2 separate regions of the Mus musculus genome follow, and region 2 is linked to region 1. Evidence: chromatin contacts called from public Hi-C data. All regions are on one chromosome and are shown on one strand. The core of a region is the stretch at or near the end of the contact, and the rest is flanking DNA. Distances in the headings are between cores, read along the strand shown. Region 1 overlaps LOC108168726. Region 2 overlaps Frmd4a (FERM domain containing 4A).

The links. Hi-C and Micro-C count contacts between places; a contact is called where the count stands out from the background.
Region 2: a Hi-C map of the HPC-7 cell line shows a contact between it and region 1, with 2.7 times the contacts expected there. The contact joins two enhancer-like sites. A contact is called at or near these places in 1 of 484 Hi-C or Micro-C datasets (the HPC-7 cell line) and 1 of 115 datasets of contacts at active chromatin or transcription factors (microglia).

What each region holds. Positions count from the first base shown.
Region 1 is chr2:3,655,463-3,662,844 of GRCm38.p6, reverse strand. All of the region lies in intron 2 of LOC108168726, which reads right to left. Among named protein-coding and RNA genes, the nearest start is that of Fam107b, 54 kb to the left of the region's middle. Within about 2 kb of position 4,759, at least 203 of the 459 cell types and tissues checked have an H3K27ac peak or open chromatin away from gene starts, as enhancers often do. A contact at or near this core is called in the HPC-7 cell line and microglia, where this site is marked.
Region 2 is chr2:4,566,706-4,574,087 of GRCm38.p6, reverse strand. It overlaps Frmd4a (FERM domain containing 4A), which reads right to left. Exons shown (of 23, transcript NM_172475.3): 14 at 1,649-1,790. Among named protein-coding and RNA genes, the nearest start is that of Gm13179, 24 kb to the left of the region's middle. Within about 2 kb of position 3,542, at least 92 of the 459 cell types and tissues checked have an H3K27ac peak or open chromatin away from gene starts, as enhancers often do. A contact at or near this core is called in the HPC-7 cell line and microglia, where this site is marked.

The DNA of each region.
Region 1 (7,382 bases), core at 3,510-6,009:
GGACTCTTCCCTCTGCCTGCCTTCTCCCTCATATCTACAATAGAAATCTCCACACTGTAGAAGAGTCGGGGCTTCCTCCTTCTCATCATTCCTCTGGTGCTGAAACCCGGGAGTGGTATGAAGGAGTCATTTTCCAAGAGACTCAGCCTCTCAGAACCAAGCTGCCGACTTGACTCTCCCAAGGTACACACAGATCATTTACTTCTGCTGATTTCTGCTACCCATCACATTAGATTCCATTTACTAGAATCCACCTCTTTAGCCGACTCTTCTCTCCACCCGTTCTAATCAACTGCCTCTCTTCACCTGTTCAGTAAGTGTTCTCTTTCAAATATGATACAGTAGTGTTTAATCCTTGAGTATGCTCAATGGACCCTCTCTTTTTAGGTCCTCTCAGAGCTGACCATGAGACAGACATATTGACCAGAGCAGTTGAGGCAAGAGTTGCTAGGTGTAGGGATAAGATAGGCAAGGGAAAGAATTGCCAGGGAGTTATATCCACCAGATACTCCTGAGGGTAGCACGGCTTCACTCTGCTGGGAAAACTGGGAGTGCAGAACATGCTATACCATCCTCTGCAAAAGGGAGAAAACTGTCATATTCATTCATTCATTAATTCATTCATTCATTCACTAAAGAGGAGCTGTTCTCAGAGGGGACCATTTCCAAGACAAGTAGGAAGAGACTCTGTGCAAAGGCATACAGGTGCTAGAAGTGGGGACAGTACATTGACAAGAAGGGAACATGGGCAGCTGAGATGGTTGGCCACACACCCAAACTTCATTGTTTGCCACTGCTATATTGAGGGCTCTGGAGAAACAGTGAGGACCAGTCTGAATCCCCCTGTGTAGCCATTGAGGAGATGGGTCTACTGACCCGCCTTGAGAGATCAAAACATCTGGTAAGATATCACATCTGCAAAACCGGTGGAACTAGAGTATGTATGAGAATAAATGAGCTGAATGTGGATGGCATGGTGGCACCTGTAATCCAAAATTTAGGAGGTGGTAGAAGCAGGAGGGTCAGGAGTTCAGGGTCACCTTCAGCCATGTAGAGAGTTCAACCTTTTATGAGGCCTTGTCTCAAGAAGGAAAAGGAGGAGGAGGAGGAGGAGGAGGAGGAGGAGGAGGAGGAGGAGGAGAAGAAGAAGAAGAAGAGGAGGAGGAGGAGGAGGAGGAGGAGGAGGAGGAGGAGGAGGAGGAGGAGGAGGAGGAGGAGGAAGGGACAAGAATAACCAGCAAAAATCACGGTATCCATGACTCTCTGAGATTTCTATCTTAGACATTCATGCTATTGCCCGCTAGAACTTCTAGATAATTTCTGCTCTCTGCATCCTGAGAATGGGAAGAAAGGAACACTCCAAAAAGGGAGCGAGTTAGGGGTTCAAACCCATACAGGGGGGAGTGAAAAGAGAAGTGGGCAGGACTTACAGGTTTTTCCAAGAGAAGCTTGGAGAGCCTGACTTCAGACTTCGTACGCAAATATCCCCTTCACAACACTTCCTCCTCCAAGAGTTCTTGGCCAAGAGACCACACTCAGTTTGAAGCATACAAAGAATATATTTTAAAAGGTAAAATTGGGGTCTGGAGATGGCTCAGTGGGTAAAAGTGCTTCCTGGGTAGCCTGGAAACCCAAGCTTGACCTCTGAATTTGGAAAGAGAGAAGCAATTCACAAAAGTGTCCTCTGACCTCCACATACACTTGCACACATGACTATATATATATATATATATATATATATATATATATATATATATATATATTGCATACGAACACAATAGTCACAATTAAAATCTAGAGTAGTATAGGTACAGATTTTGTGACATTAAAATTTCAGGCAGTTCAATTCTACAAATTACCATACTGAATATTTTACCCTAGATAACCAATATATCTTGTAGGTAAACTTCTGGAAATTTCCATGCCTCTACTTTCATTGTCTTAAGAGACATAGAGAATGTAGATTCATAAGAAACAGAGCCACCAGGGTATCTTCCTTGTGGACACAGTGTCAATCTCAGTTAAGGCCAAAGTGGAACCTCTAAGCCACTGTCTAGGACACAAATATCCAGTTAAGCAACCGCAGGTCAAATGGGAAAGCAGCTAAATGCAGAGGTCTAAGCCAAAGCCTCATTTTTATTATTCTTTGGCATTTTCTTATTCATGAACAATTAATGCCCCAGGGCATTTTCTGAATTAAGGAAAGCCAGTGTTTGTACAGAGGTTGCCATCTTGGTGAACTTTTTAAGTTTAGTTTAGCTAAAGAGGGGACTAAGAACTTAGAAATTCTGTGCCACTGGCTGACTCCCTTCTGGATACAAAATGGCAGTGGGCTAGAAGAATATTTCATATCATTTAAAGCAAACAAAGAAATCTCTTTCCATCCCAGACCCTGAAGGGACCATTGCTGCCTTCCTCTCCCCTGGAACATGTTACTCCCTTCTCTGGTCACTAGAGAAATGGTTCTTCTTTGTCTAAGGCAACCAGTGTAGAAGACACTAAGCAGTAATAATAATAATAATAATAATAATATGATAATAATAAACAATAATAATAATAAACAATTCTCTTCTATTTCCTATCTATATTTGACAATGCAGGATCAATAGTAAATTCAAGAAATGTTTCCTTATGAATTAGGTCAGAGTTCATGGCCTTCTGCCACATTTCACTTCCTTGAGACTGATTCCTCTTCCCACCTTTTCAGGAAGAGAGTGAAATCCAACCTCTAGTGTGTGAAACAAAGGCGAGTGGTTTGATATGTAGGCTAGAAGGTTAGATGATCAATTTTTTTCCCTTCACTCATTTGTTTGTTGAGATGCTGAGAGTTCAATGCAGAACCCAGAGCCTAGGCAAGCTCTCTACCACTGAACTACACCCCCAAGCCCTTGTTAAGACTCATAACTGCACTCAGGAAACCAGTCTTTGTTCGAAGTCATCTGAGATCCATGATAATTTTGTTTGTTGTTTGTTTTTCCTAGTAAAAGGCCTCAGAAACTGCCCTAGGTTTAAGCACATGGAAAGACAGTAAACTAGAGATAAAGGAAACATTTGGTTTCCTGGAGGCAGGATCCGAGTCTGACTCAGCTCTGACATCCTATGGAGCACCCTGAGTAACTTCTTGTTTACAGAATCCCCAAATGAGCAAAAGTCTTTACATCACTCTAATTGACTCAGTCCCTGGTTCATGATTCAGTGAGTTCTTACACATTCCAGGCATTGTGTGGGAAGCGGAAGGAAAACAACAAACAGAAGATAAAGCGTTTGGTTTCTGGCTCACCCACCTGAACTAATAGTTTAAGAGACTAGACAAACATCCCTACCTCATCCAGATACCTACTAAGCACCTGCTATGACCCAGGTTTCATTCAGGATGTTTGGCATGTTTTAGCACTCCGCCCAACCTGGCAATAGCCACGTACAAGCCTGGCTCACTGTATTAAAGGATTGTTCTGGTCTCTCTCCTCTCTCCTTTCCTCCCTCCCCTCTCTTTCTCCCCCTCCCCCTCCCCTCCCCTCCCCCTCTCCTCTCTCCTCTCTTACTCTCTCTCTCTCCTTCTCCCTTCCTCCCCCTCCCTCTCTTTCTCCCTCTCCCCTTGCTTGTAACAAATGAAGGTGGCATAGAGAAGCCCAGGGAGAACACAGTGCTGGTGTGCAGTGACGTCACAATCCATGCAAACCTAAGAGTCTTATGGATGAAGGAGTGGGGAGCAGGCAGATTTCCCTAGAAACTCACCACTAATCCCAGTAAAACCTCTTGTAAAAGGTTCGCCTAACCCTCCCTCCTAGTCCTGGGGATTAAAGCGGGAGCCTTGCACACCCAAGAGCACTAGCTAAGCAGCTGGGCTGCTACTAAGCTATAACCTCCTCCCCCCCTTTAACTCTATTTAAAACTCGGCTCTCCAGCCTCACTAAGTTGCCCAGCTGCCCTTGAACTCACCCTGTAGCCTATGTAGCTTTTGACTATGAGTTCCTATTTCCTCAGCCTCCCAAATAGCTGGAGTCACCTCTGCCACTTTACCTGTCTTTCCCCTCACCTTGGTGTGTGAGTAATTATCTACTCTCTGGCCAGAGCCTGGGGAGACTCTGGGTGGGCGACACATGAATCATTTGTGCCATCAAAGGGCATGTGTGTTTCAGATAGCTTATTTTAGTGGAGGGCTCACTTTAGACTGTTCTACAAGGAACGCAGAAAAGCTCCGCTGGGGAGGCGGCTCCATGGGCATGAGGAGAGACTCAGTAGGTAAAGTGTTGGCTACACATATGTAAAGGACAAGAGGTCAGGCCCAGAGCATACATGTAAACAGAAAGCCTAGCCTGGTGGCCTACTTATGTACTAGGGAGGCAGAGACAAGGGAACCATGGAGCCAGCTGTCTAGCTAGACCAGGCAAGCTCTGGTGGCTTCAATCAAAAGCCCCTGCCTCACTGTGTAAGTAGGAGAGTCACTGAGGAAGGCACTCCCTGCCATCCTCCAGACTCCACATATACCACACACGCATGTAAATATACATGCACACACACACACACAGAGGGAGGAGAGGGGGAGGGGAGGCGGAGGCGGAGGCAGAGGCAGAGGGGGAGGTAGGAGGGGGAAATGGGAGGGGAATAGAGGGAGGGAAGAGGAGGCAAAAAGAGAACCTGACATTTTATTTGTGTGAACAAACATGCCTTGCTATCTTTACCCAGGCAGAAGGCCTGACTCTAACCGCTGCCCAGATGGCCCTCCCCCAGGGCTAGCTTCATGTATGGAAAAACCAGGTTCTGCTCGCCAAGCCTTGGTCTCACTTCCTCCCAGGCTACAAACACCACAGAGCTTTGTCTCCTTGTGCTCACTGTGACCATTTTCGGTTGGAGAATTTTAACCGTTTGAGGTTTGTTACTTCACACTTAAGTAACCTACAAACCACAGGAAGTGAAAACTTGCCTAAACTGTGTCACCCTGCCAATTCTGAAAATTTGCTGGATCCCAATCAGCCCCAGGGGACCCTTGGCAAAAAGAGGGTGTACTCGCTAAACTCCACAGTTGCTTGGTAGCTCTAAGTTACACGGCTGACCCTGGGAATCTTTGCAACACTGACCAGAAGTAGTTGAGATCTGGATACAAGTTTAATTCGATAAGTAAAATTCCCTCTCTGCCTCTGTCTCTGTCTCTCTCCTATTTCTCACCCCCACCCCCACCCCCAGACCTCTACCCCACTATGCCCCCGGGTACTGGGAAAGAGGGGTGACGAATGACTCACTGGTTTAGAACACTTATTACTCATGGCCCTGGGATCAGTTCCCAGCCCCCACACGACTACTCACAAACACCTGTAACCCCATTTCAAAAGGATCTAACACCTTCTGACCTCTTCAGGGTCTAACACACAGGGAGTGCACGTATATGCATGCAGGCACACACATATGCACATAAAACAAATACATACATAAACCCAAAGAGTTGCTTTCTAAAATAAAATGTAAGATGAGCATAGAGGACTCAGAGGAAGGAACACGTTCCATGGACAGGCTAATAGGAAAGGAACCTACCCTGGGGAAAGTGTTCATTCTATGGGTGAACTTGACCAGGCCCAAGGCGCACAGGCTAATTTTAGGTATTTATGTCAGGATGTTTCCAGAAGGTGAGTATTAGGAAGGAGGGCTCTCAGTAAAGCCGTCTACCTGTGAAGTGGGAAAAATCATCTATGCTATAGAGAGTCGGAATGAAGCCAGAGGAGAAGCTTGTTTGCTCGGGTTGGGTGTTGAGATTTGAATATGGCTTACACGGGTACTTGTCTTAAACACTTGGTCCCCAGCTGGCGGTGATATTTGGGGAAGTTATGAAAACTTTAGACGGTAGGGATGGGTTGGAGGAAGTGAGGCACAGTCTGTAGAAAGGATTACATCTTAGTCAATGCTTCTCTCCTCCTTCTGCTCTTCCTCCTTCTCCTTCTTTGCTCCTATTCCTCCCCCTCTTCTCTCCTATTCATCCTCCTCCCCCTTCCTCCCTCCTTCCTCCTTTTCCTCCTTTTCCTCCTCTTCCTCCTTCTCTTCTTCTTCACCCTGACAGAAGGTCCTCTGCCACATAATTCTACCAGGATGAGGTTCTGCTCGAGTGTGTGGGGCCAATCAGTCACAAACCAGACCCTCTGAAACCCAGCCAGAGGCAACAGTTCTTCCATGAACATTTTTAGATGAGGTGTTTCGACATCGAGGCGAGAAGAACTGAGGCAGTGTGAAAACTCTTCCATTGACCTTGGGTTACGATTTGACACCAGTGGCTCCTTTGGTCTCAGGCCTTCAGACTTAGAGTTATACTACCAGCTTTCCTGGGGCTGAAGTTCACAGTGACAGAGCGCAGGCTATATTAGCCAGTCCCTCGTCAAACATCTCTTAATCTATAGCCTAGTGGCTCTGTTTCTCCACCCTGATTATTATAGTCAGAGAGGGCCTCGAGCATAGAAGTTTCTGAGAAGTGGGGTTGTTCTCAGAAAACAAGACATATGCAGGTTTGTCCCTGTTTTCGGCTGTTTCCAGTTATGGGCTTACCAGGCTGCCAAGCTTCAGGATGCACCTTTGTGCTGACAAATGGTTCTGTTTGGCATTGGGCCCCCTTCTTGTCACTATTAGTAAGGTAGCTCTGTCCTGCTGTCTATTAAACAACACAGTCTTGACTACAGCACAGAAGAGCATAAGTGTGGAGTATTTCCACTCACAAAGCCTCCACTGACATGCTGTGATTATTCACAAAACCAGAGTCTCAGTCTTTCTCTTCCCAGTGCATTTGTAAGCCCGATCTTACATCCTTCCCTTTATTTTCACACTGAGTACTCTGTCTAATAGATGTGATGCATCTTTGAAATTTCACCTTCCCACGGAGAATCTGACTTCATTTTTCCCTTCTTTTTAAAAGTTATGTGCATGCAAGCATGTGAGGGGCGTATTTGTGTGAAGTGAGTGTGCTTGCCCATGTTGTGAGGGATTGGGGGGGGGCAGTGCAAGCTAGAGGTTGACATCAGTAGGTCTGCATTGACAACTTGTCTACTTCATTTTTTTGAGATGGAGTCTTGCAGAGAACTTAGAACTGGCCATTTCAGCTGGGCTGGATGACCAACCAGCCCATGAGATATGCTTGGCTCAGCTTCCAACTGACACTTGCTGGCATGCTGGCCGTTGGTGTAGGTGTGGGCATTCAAACTCAGGTCCTCAAGCTTGCACAGCAAACACTTTGCTCACTGAGCTCAATCTCCCTTGGCTCTGGCTTCATCTTTGAACCGATGCAGTCTGCAGTGGTTTGAATGGCTTTGACTCCCACAGACTCTTGTGTCCGTGTCCGTGTCCGTGTCCGTGTCCGTGTGTGTGTGTGTGTGTGTGTATGTGTATGTGTGTGTGTGGTACTTGGC
Region 2 (7,382 bases), core at 2,293-4,792, 910 kb before region 1:
TATAAAGCTCACAAGCATGTGAACATATCACTGGGTTGTAGCCTGTCCAACATGGAGACCTGATCCACACTCTGTCTGCTCTATAGCAAACCCACGTCTCATTCCAGGCTAGTGTGCATTCTCCTGCCTTTAGCTCTTTTTGAGTGGGCAACACTAGCCCAGAAGCTAACTTGGGTTAGCTCATCTTCCTCTTTTATCTTTCCCTTTTCTGTTGTTACAGTTGTTTGCAGTCACTGTTTATAGCTCTAGCCCTGGAAAAGGACAGGAGTTTAAGGCTTCTTCATTTCCTAGCTCAGAGGGGCAAGGTGACATGGCTCCCATCCTCGTTAGCTTAACTGTCAACTTGACACAGCACAGGATCATCTGCCTGTGTCTGAGGACTGCCCAGATCAGATCAGCCTGGGATCATGTCTTTGTGGGCTTGACTGGCGATTGATGAGGGAGGGCTCCCTCTACTGTAGATGTACTGCCATCCTTAGGCAGGTGGGTCTGGGCTGCATAAGAAAGCTCGTTGAATGCCAGCCTGGAGAACAGAATAGTAAGCCGAGTTCCTCTGAGGTCTCTGTTTCAGTTCCTGCCTTGGCTTCTCACTCTGACTTCCCTCAGTGGTGAATGGTTAACTGGAAGTGTAAGAGGAAACAAACCCTCCTTTTCTCCTCATTGCTTTTGGTCACAATGTTTTAGCACAGTTTAACACTTTAGAAATCAGACTAGAACAGCCACCTAAATTCAACAGGGTTTAAACAGCTTTGGAAGGAGGCATCGGCTAGTCACATTTGGCTCACAAAACATTCTGTCTTTCTCCCTCTGACCTCATATAAACCCAGGCCTGTCATGTCATTTAAGCAAACAGCAGCATCCCCCACTCTGACTGATTTGGAGGCTGGGGGTTGAACTCAGATCCTTGAGTGCGCTAAGCAAGTGCTCTACCAATGAACCACTTCCTTGATCTCCACTCTTGAAGCCAAGATAAATTTGATCTGGACCTCCTAATCTTTAATGCCAGAATGACCTGCCTGATGCGCACAGATGGTAGAGAGCTGGGTGTGGTGGGGCACACCTTGGAGCCCAGCACTAGGGAGGCAGAGACGGGTGGATCTCTATGAGTTGGAGGCCATCCTGGTCTTCAAAGTGAGTTCCAGGACAGCTAGGACTGTCGCAGAGAACAACCTTGTGTTAGGGGAAGGTGTAAGAATTAGGGAGTAAAACCAGGTGGTGACAAGGGCCATTCCTTTGTGACAGCAAGTCTCATTTACTCGTTTACCCTGTAAAGCCCCAGATGTCTCCTTGGAAACAGAATGTCCTTGACCAGGATAGCCTCCCTCTTAAGGGAACACAAGCAAACCCTACTCTCTGCCTTTGGAGTTGACACTCAGGATGATAGTTAATGATTACATCAGCCAGCATTCGAAAAAACCCCATGAGTGAGTGCCCTTAGAGGGCACTGACAATTTGTGCCTCACTGAAGTTACACACATCTCCCTCTGCCCCTTGGGAAATATTTCTTAGACCCATGTTTGGCTTCACACTTTGGTCTGACGACTAAAGCCAGCTTCTGGACAGCATATGCAGTGGCCTCCTGTGCATGGTGTCCCCACGTCCCTGGGAGGAAGCCATCTGTGGACAGTGTCTCAGGCGCAGGCCCTACCTGAGGACAGCAGACTCCCACTGCTCCCGCTGATGATCTTCCCCTTGCTCCCCATGTTGGCCAGCTTTGAGGTCTTCAGGGTCCCTGTTTCCGTCAGGTCAATGGCGATCTCGCTCAGACTTCGGGCCGCATGGATCTTGGACTGGAAAGGGGAGGTGAACAGGTTATGGAAGAAAATACTTGCCTACTTGTAAGCCCGAATCCAGGTGGCTCGTAAGCTACACAAACTGGAATTCACAGCCCATGAGAGCACGGGCTATAGAGCATAGTGGGAAGAGTGTGGTCTTTGGGAAAGGCAGTTAATCTCATTGAGCCTTATTGTTCCTAAATATAAGCCAGGGAAGTTACCACCTACTACAGAGTGATGCACTGGAGCCAAGGAGACAAGCTGTGTGCACAGCATCCTCTCCCCTCCCTCTAATTCCTTCCCCTTCCTCCCCTTTCTTCTCTGCTCGACAGAGCAACAAATGAAAAATTGTGTCAGGCCAGTAATCCTAGTTACTTGGGGGAGCTGAGGCAGGGAAATTATAAATTTACAATCTGACTGGGCCAATGAACAAGTTCAAAGCCAGTTCGGGTGACTTAGTGAGATACCTGTTCTAAACATAAAAAGTAGAATGAAGAGGTATAGGTCATGGTAGAGCACTTTGTTAGTGTGTACAAGATCCTAGGCTCAACCCCTAGCAACATGCACACACACACACACACACACACACACACACACACACACGCACGCACGCACGCACGCACGCACGCACGCACGCACGCACACGCACACGCATGCACATACATACAAATAGTTGTGACTATACTTATTTGTGCTTAAGCAAGGAGGAGAAAATGAATTCCTAGCTTTATGAATGGCAGATGAAATATGTGAAACAAATTCATAAAATAATAAGTTTAGAAGTTATTCAGCATCTTCAGTTATTACCCATGTGATCAGGGAAAGTTTCGATGGTAGGATACTAGCATCCTACATGTGTAAAGACCGTATACACAAGACAGAAAGCTCTTGAATACTCAGGTCCTGCCAAAAGCTTTGTCACAGATTTGCTTCAATTTTCATTGATTAAATCTATGAAGATTCTAAAGTCTTCATATTGCAATTCAAATTCCATTCCATGTTGTATGCAGGTCAACTAACCCTACTGGGCTAATAGTCATAGCTGATGAACAGAGCCCACAAACCATTTTGTTTCCAGTTTACAATTTCATCTCTAAAAGTGATTTTTTTTTCCAGGAAGGCCATCTACGTTAGTGACATCTTTTGCAATGTGAAAATGCATTGTATTTCCTTTCTATAGACATTATTTAACATTTTGTAATTTGTTGCTGTTGTTTTAGAAATCAATGTCTTTATGATAGCATACACATCATGAAAACCACTACAAATTATAATCTAAGCAGACCCTGGCTCTCTGTGGTGGAGCTGAGGTGCTCAGTGGGGACCTGCTGCCTGAGAGCAGGTCTTTCCATACCCACAAGGCTCCATACAGATTCTGACAGCCTTGGTGAGGCCTGCACACCACTGTCCCCTCTTCCTGATTTACAGGCTTCCTCCTTTGCTCGGGGGCTGTTATTTGTCTCACAGAGGCTATCTGGGCCCTTCAGGCCTTGCCCTTCCTCTGGCCTGTTGTTGTCTATCCTGATGGAAGACAGTGACTTCCGGTCAGAAGAAGCCCCTAGACTTTTGCTCTCGAGTTGCTCACCCGATGTGAACTGTCTTCCTCCGCCCCTCCTTCTCCCACATTGGTGCTTTGACTTTGGCCTCCTCTTTCTTACATTTAGAATCTGGTCAACTTCCTCAGGTTAGGGCCCCCTTGTTCATAAACAAGTCCGGCTGCCAGGCTTGGCAGCCTTCTGGCTGTAGCAGGAAGCAGGAAGGGCTTTCTATTTCATGTGCACTCTACATATCTACAGCACCCATCTGGTTGTGCTTTATCCTTCAGGCGAGCAGGGCGAGCACAATCCATTACTTCCTCTCTTTCAGCACTGTTCATTACTAAGATCTGTGTTTTCACAGAAGCAGCTCACACTTGAACAACTACAGAGCAGCACCTCACCAAACCCATGTCGCACAGCGGCAAGGGCCCAGGAGCTCCTCCTGGTCACTCACTGTTAGACTCTGATCCTTCACCTCTCTGATCCTCCGATGCCTGTTTATACCATGGGGATCTTCAAGCTCACACCAGAGCTGGGATGAGGGCCATGCCAGATTCTCTCTATCAAGACCATTGCAATAGGAATGGGATATAAATCGGAATCTGGATGTAACTTTATGAATGAGGTTAGATTGATGGCTTTACTTGACATTTTAAGGATCCCATTAATGATATGGAAATCCTCAGACTAGCTCCCTTCCCACCTCCCCACTCTCCTGTCCACCCTGCCCCCTTACATATCAACCTCACTGGCAGAAAACCAAAATACAGAAGCAGCAACAACAGACCGTTTTTTTCTAATATAATCTAGATTCTGGTAACTTTAAGAACTTTCTGGAATGGGCCTATCACAATGACCTAACACTCCCTGGAGATTCTCTTCTTGCATAGCAAGGTCTCTGAGCCAGCCCCAGAGCCTCTAAACATCCTAACTGACCACTCAATTAGGTGCTGATGTTCGGTGAGGAAGCCTTAATTTGTTCTATAATGCTATTTATTTTAGAAGGAATAAATGACAGACTGGATGAAGAATGATTAAAAAAATAAAAGATTAAGGAGGAAAGATGTCTGCACATTAACCGCAGAGCGCACCGCTCTGAGGTCAGAGGAAAAGCATCCATCAGTTCCTCTGAACAATGTGAGCTTTCAAAGACTTTCCCCTAAAGTCTATAAGACACTCTTTGGTTCCAGGATGCAAAGGTCACGGGATCCTTTTGACAGCATCTCTGATCTTTAACATCAGCAGATATACGTGATCAATTATAATTAGTGTCTACAGAGCCAGCTTCCCTCCACTCTGCCTTTGACAGTAGAATGTTCCCTTCTTGTACATGTCTGGGGAGCCAAAGGAAGAAGAGGAAGAAGAAGGGAAGGGAAAGGAAGAAATGCAGAGAGAGCAGAGGGAGAGAGGGGAGGCTTTCAAAGTGATTTGCATACTGACTCTGAAGAAGAGTAAGCTGATGTCAGGGAGGAGACCCGTGAGCTGTCTTGGCTACTGCTCACGCTGACTCAAACCACTAGACAGTACTTGTTTCTCTGGGTTTGATAAACATCACTTGGGAGGCCTGAACTATGCTGGGAGCTCTTCAGAGAAAGGAATGGTTGGCATGGCCCCATACAGTAGAATGCCAAGCCTTGCCAGGATGCCAGCCCACACTGGCTGTCCAGAAATATCTGAAGCTTCCCATCCCAGACCTGCTGACACTCACTCGCACAGTCCATGGTGCCCACCAAAGATGGGCCACATGACATCTCAGAAATGAACCATGTCACAATGTAATTCCTACCGAGTGTTTCGCCATCTCTGATTTAATGTGGGGCTTCTCAGAAAGTTTAAACTCCATGCAGCATTAGACAAGGGAATGGGTTAGCTTAATCGTGATGTTAATAAAACACAATTTTCTTAAAGTAAAACTATTTCCTAAAGAAATTTCATAAACATCATGTCACTTCACTGACTACTAATCTGGGTCAGGAAGTTCCTTTTCTGTTCTCTAATTAGAGAAAGCAAAACCGTGTCCTAAGACACCTACCCAGGTCACGGAGCTAGAAAATAGTCATCTGATGTCCAAACGGAGGGGCTTGGTCCTCACCTGTCTGTAAGGCTAAAGAATTGACTCCTAAATGACACAAAGGGCTAAAAACAAAGCTCAGTGGTAGAGAACTTGCTTAGCAATAACATCTTAGGTTCCTAAAACCACAAGAAAACAAATGTTTCTTGCCTGATACATAGCTAAGGCTCTTGTGGCCATGTAAAGATTCCTTGGTAAAATTCTATTCCTCTGGGACTTCGGCTACTTGTCCTTCAGAGTAAACAGAAAAGGACAGCTGAGAGCTTCCTCAAGCTTTTGGCCTTTGGTCTTTTTTTTTTTTTAGGCAGTCTCACTAAGTAAGTAACCTTAGCTAGTCTAGAACTTTCTATATAGATTAGGCTTGCCCTGAAGAAGCAGTCTCCCTGTCTTTGCCTCTCAAGAGCTAGAATTACAGGTTTGGGCCACCTCCTATAGTTGGGTCTCTCTCTTGCTCTCTCTCTCTCTTTCTCTCTCTCTCTCTCTCTCTCTCTCTCTCTCTCTCTCTCTCTCATAATTTATTTTTATTTTATGTGCATTCTTCTATTTCCTGCATATACATCTGTGTGAGATTGTCAGACGCCCTGGAACTGGAGTCAGAGGGAGTTATGAAGTGCTATGTAGGTGCTGGGAACTGAACCCTGATCTGGAAGAGCTGCCAGTGTTCTTAACCACTGAGCTATCTCTCCAGCCCTTGGTTTGTCTCTTAATAATGCTTCCTGTTAAAAAAGGATTGGTGATCATTTCTTCCTGGGCTTCGCTTACTGTATCCATTGTGGCTAACTGGAAGTCTACTAAAGACTTCTCATAGGCATTTGTGTGTGTGTGTAAAGAACCCCAAGAATAGACTACTTGAGACACTCAGGAAACTGAAAACAAACACAAAAAACAACCAAAAAAACCCCAAAACAAAAACCACCAGCCTGGGGAAGAGGACCAAGCCAGCCGCTGACACTACACTATCCTGTGGGTGACATAGGCTACTTCCTGTCTCCATTGCAAACTATGGCATTAGAATTTGAGGGTGGGGTAGGATTCTACCCTTAAGAGTCACGGACACTGGGAATTCAGGAGAAACATTCCATCTTCCAACCGTTATAACCCACCCATGTTTGTGGGTGTTGACCTCTAATGCTATCTACCAGAGAGCAAGGCACCAACCCCCACCCACTGTCTCAACATCTACCATGAGTCAAACCCCCGTGGCCCTGTTTCTTTTGACCTAACCAAGCTTCACAGGCTTGTGCTAAGGCCCGTCGCCACTAGACGAGTGTAGGATACACTCATGATTTCCAGCCACAAGAACACCACACACACCTTCAGACTTGGTCACCCCAAAAGGGACTAAATAAAGGGGTCAGAAAGACTAAAAAAAACCCAATAAATTCTTTACAAAGCAGATGGTGGCTGTGATGGGGACAGGCCATGATTTGGAAGTGAACTGGGCCGGGCGGGGGGGGGGGGGCATTTCTGCCAGTTTCCTTTTACTAGTTGCAAGTTATGTTACTTTCAATTCCTGCTTTCTCTCCATAGGAAAGAGAAACCCCACAGCAAAGGAACAAGAGCCCAGAGGGTACCACCAGTCCAATCACCCTGATGCATTAACTGCCACCTGCCCCTGGGAACAGGGGGAGGCAACTTCTATGGCTGCTGGGAGCCACCAGAGGGGCCAAGGCTGATCTTGCCCGGTGTTCCCATGACCTGAAGCCTGTAGAATCCTACTGCAGGCTTACAGCCTTCTCCACATCAGGGCCCCTTCGGAGATCCCCTGAGTGGGAGTGGCCTGTGGGGTCCCTGGAAAAGAAGGAAGGGAAGCCAGGTGGAGAAAGAGGGCTGGTGTGTTGTTGTAAGCCCTATGTGAACCAAAAGTGTGTGGTTCTCCCACCCACCAGAGAGCACAGCTGGCCCTTCAGGCTGGGGGTGGATGAACCTCCTGGGTGCAGAGATGGCAGGCTCCCAAGGCCCCTGGCTCCAGGTCTACCAGAGGGAGTCAGAGCTGGT